2 separate regions of the Ovis aries genome follow, and region 2 is linked to region 1. Evidence: chromatin contacts called from public Hi-C data. All regions are on one chromosome and are shown on one strand. Each heading gives the region's core, a stretch centred on a gene start, on an enhancer-like site or on the middle of the called end of the contact. The rest is flanking DNA. Distances are from core to core; before and after follow the strand shown. Region 1 has its middle 18 kb from the start of S100A6. Region 2 holds the start of S100A2 (S100 calcium binding protein A2).

Region 1 (2,636 bases), core at 40-2,539:
AGATCATGTTTTTCTCTGGATATATGCCCAGGAGTGGGATTGCAGGATCACAGGGGAGTTCTATTTTTAGTTTTTTAAGGAACCTCCATACTGTTCTCAGTAAAGCGTCTGTCTACAATGTGGGAGACCTGGGTTTGATTCCTGGGTCGGGAAGTTCCCTGAAGAAGGAAATGGCAACCCACTCCAGTACTCTTGGCTAGAAAATCCCAAGGACGGAGGAGCCTGATGTCTGTGGGGTCGCAAAGAGTCAGACACGACTGAGCGACTTCACTTCACTATACCGTTCTCCACAGTAGCTGTACCAATTTACATTTCCATGAACAGCGTAGAAGGGCTCCCTTCTCTCCACTTCCTCTCCAGCATTTATTATGTGTGGATTTTTTTTGATGATAGCTATTTGAGTCAAAATTCTTTTAGTGCATACCCCTTCCCCTACAAAAAGAAAAGACAAGCATTTCTACTCTCTCACCAAATTTTCCTACAAGTACATAATTTCCATTTTACTGGTGACACACAGTTCCTTCCTGTTGATGTTCCACATTTGCTGGTGGTGGTGGTTTAGTCGCTAAGTCGTGTCCGACTCTTGCGACCCCGGGGACTGTAGCCTGCCAGCCTTCTCTGTCCATGGGGATTTTCTAGGCAAGGATACTGGAGTGGGTTGCCAGTTCCTTCTCCAGGTGTCCCTTAATTTTGGACATTTAGATGGTCCTTTCCTCCTCCCAGTTACAGATCACCTATGGTAAATATATTAATAAATATAGATTTAAATTGTGAGTTACTCTCAAGAGTGTGAATTATTGCTGATGCTAAGTCGCTTCAGTTGTGTGAATTATTTTGTTTGATTGTAATTAATTCTGAGGCTCACACCCAGCTCTAGCTTGTGATTTTATGTTCTGAGAAGGGTCCTTGCTCACAGCTCAGAGCATTAGTTTAGGAACGCACAGAAGTATGACCCAAAAGTTGATCAGGAAATTACTGAGTTTGGTGGGTAAAAACCTCCCTAAGAAACTGGGAAGAGCCTTAAAAAAAAAAAAGTAAGTGTGCATGTTTTCCCTGAATTTTGGGGAAAAAAAATCCCACCTCCTTCTTTTTCTGATCTCTTATTTGAGGTCAGAGTGGGGTTGGGGTGAGGGGTGGGAGAGGCTGGCCAATGATGGAACCCAAGGGATCAGGCTGTGCCAGGGTCTGGAACCTGGAAGGTTTTCCTTTTCACCATGTGGTGGGAAGGCTCTGACCAGCCTTGAGACAGTCCAATCACCAGTCCTCTGGTGCCCCCTGCTGACCATTCAGTCTCCACGCAGCGTGGTCCTGTATACAGGGAAGCCCGAGAGGCCAGCAGATTGCCTGGGAGAACCTGACGGCCAGATGTCTTGATCAGAAGCCAGACCCTTCCTCTTTAGTGTTGAGTCACACTGCTCTGCTAATGGGCAGCCTTACAGTATAGAGAAAAATTGAGTTAGACCCGGTTTGTCTTCCACATTGCTGTCAAATTTGTCTTTCTGGCTAATAAAGCTGATTCTGTAGCTTAAAGTCCTATATTGACTTCTGCTATGGACTGAATGTTCCTTTCCCCCCAATTCATATGTTAATCCCCAACATGATGATACTTGGAGGCTGGGGCCTTTGGGAAATAATTGGGTTTGGATGAGGTCATGGGGGTGGAGCCCTCAGGATGGGATTTGTGCCCTTATAAGTACCCTCTGCTGGTAGAAGAGAGCACTGCACACACGCTGGACACCTGCCCTGGTCCCTAGATCTTGCCGTGTCCATCCCATGATTTGTCCAGGCAATTTCTTCCGTCTCTCGGGAAACCCACTCCAGGCTCAAATGTCACCTGCCTTGTGACATGTTAGGTCTCTGCTCTTAACTCCTATAGCACCTCTTACACCTGTCTATATTAGTCCTGCTACACCTTAGTGTAAACACCTGCCTATAAGCCTCTTCTCCTTCATTTCCCCTTCCCTCCATCCCCTCTCCTGGTGCTCACACTTGGAGCTACTCAGAACGAGGGACCGTGTCATCCTCGTCTTTATTTTAGCACAGAGCCCGCCACCTAATAAGTGTCCCATGCATCTTTGTCGGATGGATGAACACACTTCCACACTCAGGAAGGCTGTGGGATAAAGGGCTAGGAATGGGGGACTGCACGAGAATTTTTACACAGAACTCGGAGCCACGCGTCTCGAAGCTGAAAAACAAGTTCAGCTCTGAGGCAGGGGGATGGAGGATTTGATTAGTCAAGATCAGGCTCAACATGTGGGTCCTGAGTCTGCACATACCAAGCAGAGGGTATCCATGAGTTACCCTTTGAGAAACATGGCTGAGGGGTGGCGGGGAAACACAGCAGTGGTGGGCATAGACCTGGAATTCCACTCTCATGGAAATGCCAGAAGGACCACGAGGAACCCTGGATGTGTTCACTGCTGCGTCCCTCATTCCCAGCATCGTATGGGGTGTACAGCGGGTGATTCACGAAACATAACCAGCTTACTGAATGCACTGCGCTCAGTGACGTATAGACAAAACCGAACCTCTATTCCCTCCAAATGCTCTCCGTTAAACCTGATTTCTCATTCTTCTCTATCTGCGGAGGAAATCTTGCAGCTCTTACTTTTCAGGAAGTGAAACGTTGAGTC
Region 2 (2,636 bases), core at 53-2,552, 43 kb before region 1:
ACTTCGGGAGGCAGGGAGGTGGTGAGTGGGCACATTCTGAGCAGAAAGATGGGCATAGGCAGTCTTGGCCACTCCAAGTGCTCAGGCACAGTGAGCAAGCAATTAGGAGACATGCAGGAGAGGTTGGATATGCAGGTAGGGGCCAGAGCCCCAGCACCTCACTTCCAGCAAGGGCCATGGGGACGCCACTGCAGTTTCTGAGCAGAAGTGCCATCTGCCAAAGTCCTCAGTTAAAATGGAAGAAGTGCTGTAAAAACCAATGCATTGCACCCCACTGATCCTTACCCTCGGGGAGAACAATTTTTATTCCAAGCTCGACCTGAAATAGGTTTTAACAGGGAAGAGCAGTAGCACAAGGGGGTCAAGTGCCTTGGGGAGGAAGGACACTGGGTGGCTTTGCAGAGGTGTAGGAGTGGGCACCGGGGGCCCCTGAGGCCTGGTTTCATCTGTGCTGCTCAGGCTGCCCCCAAGTCCCACTGCGAGTGACCGCCGGGGAAAGAGCAGCCTGGCTCGATGTCTGATCTCTGGGGGTTCTCAGTCTGAGTTTCTCTGTGGTGTCATGACCCCAAACTCCCCAGAGTGGGCCTGATGAGGGGGTTCTGTTCCAGTGCCCTGTCTGCCGGAGCTGGATTGTGGTTTCTGCCTGCTGCCCCGTAACTTCGTAACTTCGGCTGCCCTAGCCCTGGGGGAGGAGGGCAGTGCCGCTGAGTCACTGCCTGAGCCTCTGGGCCTGGAACCTCGGGTGAGTCACCCAGGACTAGGGGCGCCGGAGGAGGGGAAAGAAGCTGTGGACATCTGGAGTGGGGAGGGGAGCTGGCGCACAGGAAGGGCGGTGCCCGGACTGGACTGAGGCAGTAGGCGAGGGGGGCCTGGGAAGGGGCCGAGTGAAGTCTGCTCTTCTCTGAAAGGCCCTCCCCTGGGCTGGGTCCTAACAGGCCTCAGTGTTTGCCTTTCTCTGGGGAGGGGCCTGGAGAGAGAGGCCTCATCCCCAGCCTGGTCTCCTGGCTTGGGAAGCTGTGCGGGCCTCCTCCTCACGTGCTCACCTCCCAAGCTGGAGGAGACTCCCGTTTTCTCCTCCCTTCAACCCTCCTGGGCCTTCCTCACACACACAGACTGCTGCTCACCCCAGCTGACGATAGCAGAGCCACTCCACCTGTCGCTGCCTCGCTGTCTCCTGCCAGAACCCTTCCTACCCGAAGGGGGCCTTTCCAGGTCTTTTAAAGCACACCCACTTGCCTCAGTACATCACTGACAGTTATTCTGGGGCCAGCTATTAAAAGCCACTTTGTTTCCCTGCGGTCACCCCTGCCCTCTTCTTCCTGATAGCCCCCAGCTGCCTCCTGGTTCCCAGAACACACACAGGCCCGTGAAGTCCCAGCACGCACCTGCAGCTTCGGGCACGCCAATGAACTGTGACTCGCAGGCATTTGTCATGAGAGCAAGACTGGGCCTGAATCTCCAGGCCCCCGTGAACAGGGGCTGCCTCCCCTCGCCCAGGGCCCAGAATACCTTTTCCCGGTGACACCCCCGCTCCCGCTGTGGCCAGGGCGGGGCCGGGGGAGGGGCTGCCCTTGGCTGCCCAGGAGCCGGTATTGTCGGGAAGGGAGGGACTGGGAGGGGGTGTGTGGGGGTGGCAGGAGGCCAGGCTTTGGCGGGATCAGGTTGGGGCAGGTTTGGTTTCCTTAAAATGCAAAGTTGGGGGCCAGTGGGGCTAGCATATAAATGCCAACTCTGCACCTGGCCCTTTGCTTTCCTTCCTGAGTCTCTCTCTGCCCTCTGGTCTGGTGAGTACCTCTGTCCTGGGCAGGGCTGGGTGGGCAAGACCCCCATGGGTCTCTGCCTTTGTCCCGTTGGCTTTTTCTTTAATGGGTTTTTGTCGGAGCAGAGCTGGTTTACAGTGTTGTGTTAGCTTCTGCGGCATGTCCCCTTATGCTGCTCTTTGCCTCCCGGTTTCCTTGGTGGAAGGCCCGGGGCCTCTGTGTGTCTCCGCATCTGGGGGGACCTCCTGTGAAGTGTCAGACAGAGGCTTTTCCCAGTTCCTCTGTGAGGTTTAGGGGTTACTCTTGGGGTCTGTCTTGCATCTCTCACTCGGAGTGTTGCTGCTTCTTGGGGGTTTGGGTCCAGGCATATGAAGTGTGTGTGGTGGTGGGAGGGTTGGGGGGGTGCTTTAAGGAGAATCCTGGGTTTGTTTGTTTTTGAAAAGTCCTGGGTTCCAGCAGGACTAAGAGCCAGGGATCTCAAGCGAGCGGGCCTGCCTGGCCCCTGCCCTGAGCAGCGGGATAGCCCTGCCGCTTCCTGTCTTCTCCCGCCTCCTGAAGGCAGGGCTGGCAGGATGGGCCCAGGGTGCTTCTTGCCTCTGGCACCTGCTCCTCTGGCCTCACCCTGGGGCCTGCCTAATCCCCCCAGGGTGGTGTGACCGCACTGAGAGGCTGGGCCTTGGAAAGGATGACCTCCAAATTCTGTCCTTGGTCTCAGATTCTGTCCTGATCCTGGGGTACTGGGCTTTTAATTTCTTGAATTCCAGTCCCAGAAGAATCCTTGCTGTCAGGGAGAGTGTTAGTTACCAGCACCCCTGCTCTGGTGCCTCCAGCGTGAGGGGAGACACATTCCCTACAGAGTGAGAGCCCCTGGTCTGA

What was found. Hi-C and Micro-C count contacts between places; a contact is called where the count stands out from the background.
Region 2: a Hi-C map of tail adipose tissue shows a contact between it and region 1, with 4 times the contacts expected there. The contact joins the promoter of S100A2 here to the enhancer-like site in region 1. A contact is called at or near these places in 5 of 16 Hi-C or Micro-C datasets (blood, liver, mesenteric adipose tissue and 2 more).

Annotation. Positions count from the first base shown.
Region 1 is chr1:103,975,389-103,978,024 of ARS-UI_Ramb_v3.0, reverse strand. No RefSeq gene overlaps it. Among named protein-coding and RNA genes, the nearest start is that of S100A6, 18 kb to the left of the region's middle. Within about 2 kb of position 1,289, at least 6 of the 54 cell types and tissues checked have an H3K27ac peak or open chromatin away from gene starts, as enhancers often do.
Region 2 is chr1:104,018,490-104,021,125 of ARS-UI_Ramb_v3.0, reverse strand. S100A2 (S100 calcium binding protein A2) reads left to right here and starts at 1,302. Exons shown (of 3, transcript XM_042254144.2): 1 at 1,302-1,589. LOC114116933 (a long non-coding RNA gene) reads right to left here and starts at 1,507. Exons shown (of 3, transcript XR_003590771.3): 1 at 1,386-1,507.